Regions from separate parts of the Mus musculus genome. Here region 2 is linked to region 1. Evidence: chromatin contacts called from public HiChIP or PLAC-seq data. All regions are on one chromosome and are shown on one strand. Each heading gives the region's core, a stretch centred on a gene start, on an enhancer-like site or on the middle of the called end of the contact. The rest is flanking DNA. Distances are from core to core; before and after follow the strand shown.

Region 1 (4,506 bases), core at 249-2,748:
TAGTGTGCCCGTGCCTGGAAGCACAGGCCTTGGAGCCTGACCAAGTTTTCAGGGTATGGAGAAGGAAGAGCTCTGGAAGGAGAAGAAGGAGTGTCGGAGGAGGGGCGGTGTGAATCCTGTAGTGTGTTCTGAGTTGCAGCATGAGTATTATAGAGACTTAGAACACCAAGCAGAGGAAGCTGAGAGGTCAGATTTGGAGATGTGGGGACTTGTGTTGGTGTCGGCATTCCCTGAAGCAGGGACTGTGGGTGGTAGATTAGGTAGTCAAGTATTTCTGCGATCCAGGCAAAGAGCTTCAACTTAGGCAGGAATAGATGAGTGGACTAAAGATGGATGACTTGAAGAGGACCTAAGAAAGGCCAACGTGCGGAATGATGGTATGAGGATGGGTGTCCCTCCAGTTTATAATGTACTAATTGAACAATGTGCATTGTAAAGTACACATAATATGCACAGGCATGCAGACAAAGAGTATGATTATTCTCATTGTGTTCATTTTAAAGTTCCTATATGACATGGAGTAGAAGTAGCCAACAATAAATGAAAGTAATACTATGAACTGCAAACAACAGGGCTGAGAAGGAAATTCTGACCTGTAAAGTAGAGACCCAGAAGTGATAGTTAAAACCCAGAGAGGAGAAACAAGATGGATCCAGGGACCCAGCTCTGGAGAGTACACAGAAAGGAGAGCCACAGGTGCATTCTGGGAGGAAGCGGTCAGAGACAGCATCACTTCACACAGGTCAGAGTAGCAGAGGCTCAGAACGGTGTCATGATCAAAACTGAAATGAAAAGTAGTGGGGTTCAGAACAAGGACCTATAGAGATTTAACCTCAAGGTTGAAGATCTATGACGTCCCACTTGTATAGATCCGCGTCTGCAGTGGTGTCTGTGTTCCGTCAGAAAGTGATTGCGGAGAGCGCGTGGGCAGAGTCCTTCCTAGTGGAGAACTTCAGGTGGGAGGGAAGAGCCCAGCAGATGGGACAGTGGCTTTAGGAAGTTCGGGTTCTAGAGTGGGCTGTTCACAGAGTAGAGATGTTTAAGAAAGGCTGGCAGCTGGGAAGGAGCCACCAATATGTCAATATAGAAATGCAGATGAAAGAGGGGGAAAAAAAACGACGCATCGTGCACCCAGAAGAACCACAGGATGGAAGCATGGGATCCAGAAGAAAGGATGGACCGAAGCAGGAGGGATTTAAAAAAATTATACCTATGGGGCTCAGAGGGTGATGAGAAGGAGGAATCAATAAACATGGAGAGGAGGGACAGAAAAGGTCGGTCCTGCCCTGTGACTTCAAGTCAGAGGCCGTCAGTACTGATCCATTCCTCCAACAGGGCTGCAAGATGACATAGGTGGATCCCATCGGGAGAGGCCCCTCCCCTCCCTCCCTCCCCTCCTGGGTTCCCCTTTATTTCCTCACACTGCCACATTGCTTCTCAGAGCCCCGCCCCAAGCACCTGGTCCTTTCTCTCACCTGCATGTCAAAGTTGTCGTTCAGAAGTGCTGGATATCCCGCTGCAATAGACTTCTCCTTAAAGCATCTCCCTGTTGTCTTCCTCCAAGCATGTTGTAAGTTTTTTCACATTCCACTGTGAATGTCTGTAGTAAGTTATTCTGCGATCGACTATGAATGCCTGTGGTCTGGCTAACTGCTCAGCTTTTCATGGGGACATGTGCCCTTTCCGAGGCCACTGAGGCTTTCAAACCTTCCCTCACCACACTCCGGCTGTCTTCCTCTACCCCGTAAACAGATGTCCTCAGCTCTAGCCACATAAGACTCTTCACGTTTGTAAAAAAATGAACCATATTTTTTGAAAGTCCTATGGCTAAATGAATTATCAGGCCACTAAACACCTCCCGGGGCAGGCACGAAGCTCAGCATCTCTACTGCCATCCAGGGTGGGGAGCAGCTGAATGCTTCTGTGGCAGGGCACAGTTCAGGACACACTGCCTTGGTGAATCTCATAGGGGTACATGGTTATGTGTTTTATCATAACAGAAATTTAGGGTGAAATTCCAAAACACTACTTTGTAATATCAGGCTTAAAGGCTATTTACTAATTCCTGCTACAAAAGCAGAAGTGAAGACATAGGCCATTTCCCCACTGTGCCCAAGTCTCCAAACGGACAGAAGGAACAATCCCTAGAGAATGACCTAGCCTTGTGCTTAGATACGGACGCCTTCATCCTGGAGCCGTCAACACACTCAGTGTTCTCACTGCCTTTGTTGCTGTGGTAAAGCACTAAGCAACCCAACTTGGGGGAGAAAAGGATTTACTTGGCTTTCATTTCCACATCACACACCAGGGCAGGAACTGAAGCACCAGCCGTGGAGGAAAGCTGGTTCTCAGCTTGCTTTCCATGGCTTGCTTAGCTGCATTTTTTTAGCACAACCCAGACCTACTGCCTGTAGTGGCAATGCCCACAGTGGGCTGGGCACTCCTCATTATCTAACAAGAAAGAAAATGTTCTACTTTCATGCCGGTCTAACGGAAGCAAGTCCTCAGTCAAGGTTCCTGCTTCTTGGGTGTCTTTAGTTTGTGTCAGATTGGCAAAAGCTAACAAACATGTCCAAGCTGGAAGGGCAAGCTGGAAGGATGGCTGGGCTCTCTGTTCTCTGTCAAGTGTGAATCTAGAACATATAACATTATGCTCTCAGAGACAAGCCAATGTTCTCCTACATTGTCACATCCAAGCTGTGAGCAGTGCCACAAGACTGATACCAGGTTCCAGTGTGACACAAGTGCTCAATATGCAGGCCCTGCTATGAAAAGATTACTTCCACTATTTACATCCTAATTTAGGGGATTACCTGTGGCAGGCAAAAGCTGGGGCTACTGTGTCTTCTAACATGAGTTGTACAAATATCAAACGCATCTCCCTTGTCTGGGACGGACACACACACACACACACACACTGCACACCATTTTTATCTAATGGTTGGTAGCTACTCTCAGTAGTCAATTGAAATGATCAGCTATTTCAAGTAATCATGTCCCTAAGAACCGAGTGTACTCAGACTCAGCGGTACGCACAGGAATGCAATTAATTCTTTCCTAATAATACCCACTTAGTAGATAGGCAGGTTAGACATGAGAGGCGTGGTGATAAGCTACCTCCTGTTTGCTTGCTCATTAGGGACAGCGGTCCTCGATATTAATGGAATGCCACAATCCAATTAAAGGGTTGCAGTTGCATGTGGCAGCCCTGAGAGGCACCGATGTCTGATGGGAAATGCCGCCATCTGGGCCTCGCCCCTACCCTCCTTTCCGCTGCTTCCATTGTGATGTCCCAGTCTTGCTTTCCGTGGGCACGTCTGGAATGCTGCCATTTTCCAAATGCCGATAATGTGACAATCAGCTTGCTGCTCGGGAGAACAACTCAGCCCCAGAAAAGTTGGTAATGATTTCAGAAGTTCTTTTGAGTTTTTAATCACAACACAGAGAGGAAATGCCCCATTTGTGTGTGATTGTGACAGAGATGAAAAGCGATTTCAGATCACCGGAGAACATTCGACAGCTGCGGAAGCCTCCAGTTAAGTGCCGGCTGCATTGTTTGGACACGAGTGCCTGTCTTGGACAGCCACTTACTCAGGGAAGGTCGGGATCCGAAACATCTGGAGCTCAGTAAATAATTTGATGTAATAACCTATGTGCTGCAATGCAAGGCTCTGCTGGGAACGTGCTCTGACGGGCTGGCCCAGCCCTTGCTTTTCTGACTGAGAACCCACTGTGATGAACTCGGATGCCATAGGGTCAAGTAGAATGTGGGATCAGGGTTACTTCTAATAACTTTTCACTTTGTAACTTGGAATCAAGTCAGACACCAGCGCGCTGCTACATCCTCCTAGAATGCAAAGCGTACATTTGAGGTAGATACTCTGTATCTCTACGCTTCCCTTGTCTGGCATTCAGCTATGAGTTCCAGAGCCATGATTAGAGTCTGGGGCTCATAAGCTTCAGAGCTAGACCAAAGAAGGTGATCCATCCCAGAGAACAGAAAAGCAACCCACCATTGTGAATCCCTGAAAGGCTATCGGCATAGCCCTCCTGATCACACCCAGGGTACATATGAATTCACATTTTTTTCAAATACAAAGCAGTCATTCCAAGACCTTTTAGTTTCAGGGACCAGGAAATGAAATCTCTTTCTAATCAGTGTTTTACAAAGGTTGGTGAAGCTATGTGCATGTTTGCAGCTCTGATCATGCACTAACCACATTTATTTATCTGTCTATATGCTTGGAGAATGTGATGAAACAGAGCTGTAGAGAACCCATGCCCTTAAGGATATAGATTCTAGAAGGGGAGATAGAAGTAGCCAATTACATATCAACTGATAATTAATCTATCAACATATGTCTGTATGTGTGTGCCTGTGTTATGTGCATGCACATGTACTTGTGTGCATGTAGGTGCACATATGTGCATATGTGTGTGTACAAGTGTGTGTGCATGCATGTATACATGTATCTGTATGTGCATGTGTTTGTGTATCTATACCTG
Region 2 (5,175 bases), core at 2,320-4,819, 190 kb before region 1:
TCTACTTTCTACCTTCATGTGTTAGTTGCAAATACCAGTTTTCTATATGTAAAGATGGCACCAGGGATTTGTTTGATTTGCCTCCTTAGCAGTGGTGGGAAATATTTGCACACTTTTTATAATAATTAATGATTATCCACAGATATTTGTTTATTTTTGGTAGGTTTGTATAAACAGTATAACGTTTACTGAATAATTCTGCTGTCTATGGCATCCACCATTTTCAGTAGAGAACAGCCAATAAATGAAGCACAAAGAAACTAAGTAGCTCACTGATGTCACAGAGCTGCCTTCTGTTGCTCATTCCAGATAGACCTCCTCTTCACCAGGCTGGCTTTGTTGTTCTCAGATGATCATAATCTTAGCGGCAGCTTCCTGAGTGCCTCTCTGTGCCAAGTGCTCTGCTAAGTGCCTCAAGTGGAATGAAAGTCATAGCCAGCACTTTCTTGCCAGTGGATCAATCTTATTTACAAATGAGTAAGCACAGGGTCAAAAAATTAAGTAACTTACTCAAGGTTGGGTAACAGCATGAGGGTTCTGGGAAGTGTGACTTTTTTTTTTCCATATTTCAAATCTAGTATCTAGTTGAAAATGAAATCTTGAGAAATTGTCTGGCTGACAGAGGCCATCTTTCAGCTACCAGTGATAGGGGAAGATTAACTCCATCTCCAGCACTGCAGACCATGATGGCTTGCATCCTGTTGGCAGTGTCTAATAGACATCCAAGATCCTAGTGCAAAGAAAATGTAGCTGTTAGATTCCCAATCCTCCATATATGATGGGAAAATGTAGCTGTTAGAGTCCCTGCCCTCCAATTCATGATGGGGCAGAAGCTGACAGGGGAAACTTCCTGCCAACCAGTGATTCTCAAATGGCTGGTAATCCTGAGAGAGAAGCTGGCATTTTGAATGAGACCCTTGTGAACCTGACCGTTGAATGTTCCGACTGAGGTGTGCTGTGTGTGTGTGGGGGGGGGGGGAGGCAGGGGATGAACAGCCATACAGCTTCCTCTCTTGAAGGATTACTTGTTCATGAATTCTGGGAAGAAGACTGAAAATGGAGTGGGTTTTTGCCCCCCTGGTGATGAGCTGTTTCTGCTATGGAATATTGATGAGAAATTCATCAGGCAGACAGATGCCCAGAGAGCCATTTCCAGATGTGTTCCTGTTTATAGTCACTCTGTGGACATGCAATCATCCAATGCCTCCCTCATCAAGGCGCTATGTAGTGAGCACGGGAGCTTTTGCCTTTGTTTCTGTCTCTACAACAACCTGTTTGAGTTCCTTTTAAACCATGACAACTATTTCCTACGTTCTCCGCAGTGTCCCACTTGCATGCTGGACTAGGTGGTCGTTCTTCACCTTTCCTGGTGAATCATTCAATCTGTTCACTGCCTGCAGGTAACAATTCTAACATGACAACATTTGAATCTATTAGAATCTTCATGTTTTCTTCCTGTTATCTTTTCACCTTCAATGGATTAGAGCAGCCCTCCCTCTTAGGAGCTCTACACTTTTTCTTGTGAAGGAATCAGGGTGTATGGGTGACAGATAGAAATGGAGAACTAGCCACTTATTCGCAGAATAGGCTGGCTAGTGAAGAGTTACCACCCCACTTGCCATTGTAGTGTGCCTTTTCTGATCACTCCCCTGCTTTCATGGGGATGCCTGCTTAGAATATCACATGGAATTTTCTCCCTTAAGTGCTCGTGCCTGGAGTTTCCTGGAAGATTGATTGGAACGCAAGGATTTCAGTTCGTGGCCTCCTGTTAATCAGCTTAGAATTGTTAAAGTCATTAGTGCTATAAATTTCCTTGTAGTCTCAATTTCTCTTGCTCAGGGTTAATTCAGTTTGGTGTGGGCAGAATGCCTTCCACCAAGTAAGTGTTTTTAATGGAGCTTTTCCTGGTTAATGACAATGGGGACACCCAAAGGGAACTGGCACTTGGTTCAGAGCTCTGTGGGAGATGAGTGTGCTAGAGTGCTCTCCCTGGGAATCAGCCAGCAGCGGGAGGCCACATAGAATTCATTTCTCTTCCCTGGAGTCTCACGATTGGCTCCCCCACTACATCTACCTTTCTCTCTCTCTCTCTTTTTCCCCCTTGTGTTCTAATTCTGTAAACAGTCTTAGGGATATTTAGAAAAGTTGGGCAAAAGTTGCAGTTGTTTGCCTTGCGTTCATCCCTCTGTGTTGAGACTAGAGGAGGTTCTTTGTGTCCTCTGAAGTCACCTTCTGTGGAACAGAGCCCATACCACTTCCCTGAATAGAAGCAAGACCAGGATGAAGCCTTTCCACTAGGGCAGGGCTGATGATGTCCCTCTGGGCAGAGGAGGAGCTGGCTTTCAAGTGAGAGCTTGTGTTGTGAGTCGGTCCACACATAGTCCCTGAGACCTCACAGGCTATGCCTCTGTCCACTTCTCCAGGCTTCTCTGTCTCTAAACCTTCCTGCTGCGTTGTTCAAGGCTTAAACCATGCAGATTCACTCTGGATTAAACACAGAGCAGCCTGCCCCATTCCTCCACTCTCTGACTCAGCACACTGACACTGCTTATCTCTCGGTCTTTTAGTAAGTGTCCTCTACCTCATGCCCCTGGTGTGCCCCTGTTCTGTGCTCAGCAGCTAGGATGGTTCTAATACTTGACCAAAAAACCCTCTGCCCATGCAAGATCCCCGAGTTTGTGATGGGTTGATTATCCCTCCTCCTTTCTCCTTCCTCCCGTCTCTCATTTTTTTCCTGCCTTCCTTCACAACCCCCACCCCCACCCCCCCACCCCCCCCACCCCCCACCCCCGGTCAGTGGCGCCTGTTCCCTGGGAGAGCCTCGCCAAGATACCTCGGATTCTGTGCACTTTGTTGCTGTCCTCCCTGCTTCTACTTCTCTTTGTTCTTCTCTTGTCTCCAAATATGGTCGATGCTACTCAGAACTTCCTGAGAGAGCCACAGATTTACAGGCTGATCTGGGTCTCAGGAGGGGTGCCATTTGGGATGGCCCAGCTTCATCCTAAAGCAAGGCCATGGTATATTCAGTCACTTATGACTCCAGCTCTTCCAACGTGCTTCTCTCGATGACAGCTAGTTCCTCTCTGACTTTATTAGTTCATCCCAGGACGGTGTACATAGTTTTACTATTTGATAAAAATGCCTGCACCTACATGTGATCCTTAGGGTATAGAAGGCTTCTTCCTAAGACCTCTCTCAATGGAGAGAGATGGCTAAGGATTGTAACACTTTTTCAATGGTGTTTTCAAGAGACAAACACTGCCCAACACAATGTAGATGCTCCAGAAATATTTGTCAAACAAACAAGTATGTCTTACGATTATATATATGTATTCCAGTCTGCATTGGTGTCCACACATCTCCAGTCATGTTGCAAGGAGAATGATTTATTCTTAATGAAAAATATTAATTTTATTGATCCAAAGGAGGATGTAAAATTGTTTTCCTCTTGCTTGCTATTTCCATTTTTTCCAATTTGGGCTAGCCAGCCGTGCCGCAGCTGAACCGATCCCATGGATTTTAATAAGGGCGCATGCTTCCAAGAAGGATAATAAGCAAGTATGGAGGACAGGGTCACATTCCCAGAGCCCTTCTGTCAGGAGGCCAAGATTAAAATGCGTGAGGCAGCCCAGAAGGCCAGGAGGAGGCTGTAATTTCTCACTGTGGATTTCCTCAGAGTGCCATTAGCTTGCCAAGGGGAGCGTAGGGTAGATTGCATTCACACAGGGGAAGCAAGGTAGAGCCGGGTAATACCGAACTCTTGGCATCATTTCAATTATGCATTGCAAGAATAGAACCTTGATCCCAGACATACTTCTCTGAATCATACAGACTTGCCAGACAGGTATTTCCATTGCTAGCGAATGTCCTCTCATTTTTCTCTGTAACGGAACCTCAGTCAGCCTAGAAGCCTCCAATTCTAAACAGTATCTTTTGTTATAACCCAGGCACTTGCTGTGCCATTTGGCTCTTTGTCATCGATGGAATCTCAGCACATTGGGAAACTTATAACGTTCATCCCCTCTGGACTTTAAAATGCCCCCAAATAATCATTGAGCTATTAAGCCCATTGTGTTGGTAAGGAGAATGAGTCATTAAAAAGTAGTTCAAAATAAAAAGAACTAAGGCCCAAACATCTCAGCTCCCTCCCTTGGTAAATACTGGTATGAGGCAGTACACACACATATATGAGAATGGTTTCATTTATCAATAGTTATTGATGAGAGCAATATGAAGCAAGGGAAAGCAGCCAGAGGACTGACTCCAGGACCACGCCCCCCTGAGGCCGAGAGGCCATCCAACCTCCCTCTCCTCCCATGGGACTCCACAGCTGCCTTCCTCCACTGCTCTGTGGGTGATTGAAGGGAGTGCCCAGGATTCCAGCCTACCCAGGGCTGCCAGAGAACAGGCAACAGAGACTCACTTCTCATACATACAGGGACATCTGCTCATAGCTGGAGAGCTGACAGGTTCCCTTGCAGAGCCCAGCCTAGCTTCCAGTCTTCAGACTCAGCTACCTGGCTTCTGTATCTCTCCTTCATTGTTGCTTAATCCAGGGCTAGGCTTCGGCCAGCTCAGGAGTGTAGAGCATCACCCTGTCACTTGTCACTCACGCCTGCCTGCCTGGCACTCTAGCTGCCCGGTCAGTAGCCAGATGCTGGCCTGGGAAGCCCTGGGGGACTCTAGAGTTTGAGATGCTGGTCTGGAAGGAGGTCTTTGTGAATTGTCTTAAGGCTAAGAGCTAAAAAGCAGGCTCTCATGATTTATGCCCTTGAGCTGTCATCACTTGGTATTGGTTAGAAATTCGAACTTCTGGTCCTATCTAATTAAAATCTGCATTTTAACAAGAATTCCCGGGAATGTGTGTGTTTGAGAAACCTTGGCCAACCAATGTTAACAAGACTGGCAGAATCTCAGAGGCTTGAGAGTCGGTGGGGCTTTGACCCTTGTGTGACTTTGTGTACTTGTATGTATTAGGTTCCTGGGGAGGCAAGAGTGTGTGGGGTGCATGTTGCACCATGTGTTGCATACGTGTAGAGGCCACAGAAAGACTTGAGGTCTTTTTCCAGGCGCTGTCCACCATCTTGATGGCTGAGATGGGGTCTCTCCTTGCCCTGGACCTCACCCAGTTGACTGGCTGGTTTTATGTGTCAACTTGACACAAGCTAGAGCCAT

What was found. HiChIP or PLAC-seq counts read pairs in DNA pulled down with a chosen protein or histone mark.
Region 2: an H3K27ac HiChIP or PLAC-seq map of VIP interneurons shows a contact between it and region 1, with 5 times the contacts expected there. The contact joins the enhancer-like site here to the promoter of 1700012D16Rik in region 1. A contact is called at or near these places in 3 of 484 Hi-C or Micro-C datasets (forebrain, nephron progenitors and trophoblast stem cells) and 5 of 115 datasets of contacts at active chromatin or transcription factors (SST interneurons, VIP interneurons, bone marrow-derived dendritic cells and 2 more).

Annotation. Positions count from the first base shown.
Region 1 is chr3:153,295,641-153,300,146 of GRCm38.p6, reverse strand. It overlaps 1700012D16Rik (RIKEN cDNA 1700012D16 gene), which reads left to right and starts at 1,498. Exons shown (of 2, transcript NR_126464.1): 1 at 1,498-1,570; 2 at 3,140-3,645. All of the region lies in intron 3 of St6galnac3 (ST6 (alpha-N-acetyl-neuraminyl-2,3-beta-galactosyl-1,3)-N-acetylgalactosaminide alpha-2,6-sialyltransferase 3), which reads left to right.
Region 2 is chr3:153,488,410-153,493,584 of GRCm38.p6, reverse strand. All of the region lies in intron 2 of St6galnac3 (ST6 (alpha-N-acetyl-neuraminyl-2,3-beta-galactosyl-1,3)-N-acetylgalactosaminide alpha-2,6-sialyltransferase 3), which reads left to right. Among named protein-coding and RNA genes, the nearest start is that of Gm46831, 18 kb to the left of the region's middle. Within about 2 kb of position 3,569, at least 14 of the 459 cell types and tissues checked have an H3K27ac peak or open chromatin away from gene starts, as enhancers often do. A contact at or near this core is called in VIP interneurons, where this site is marked.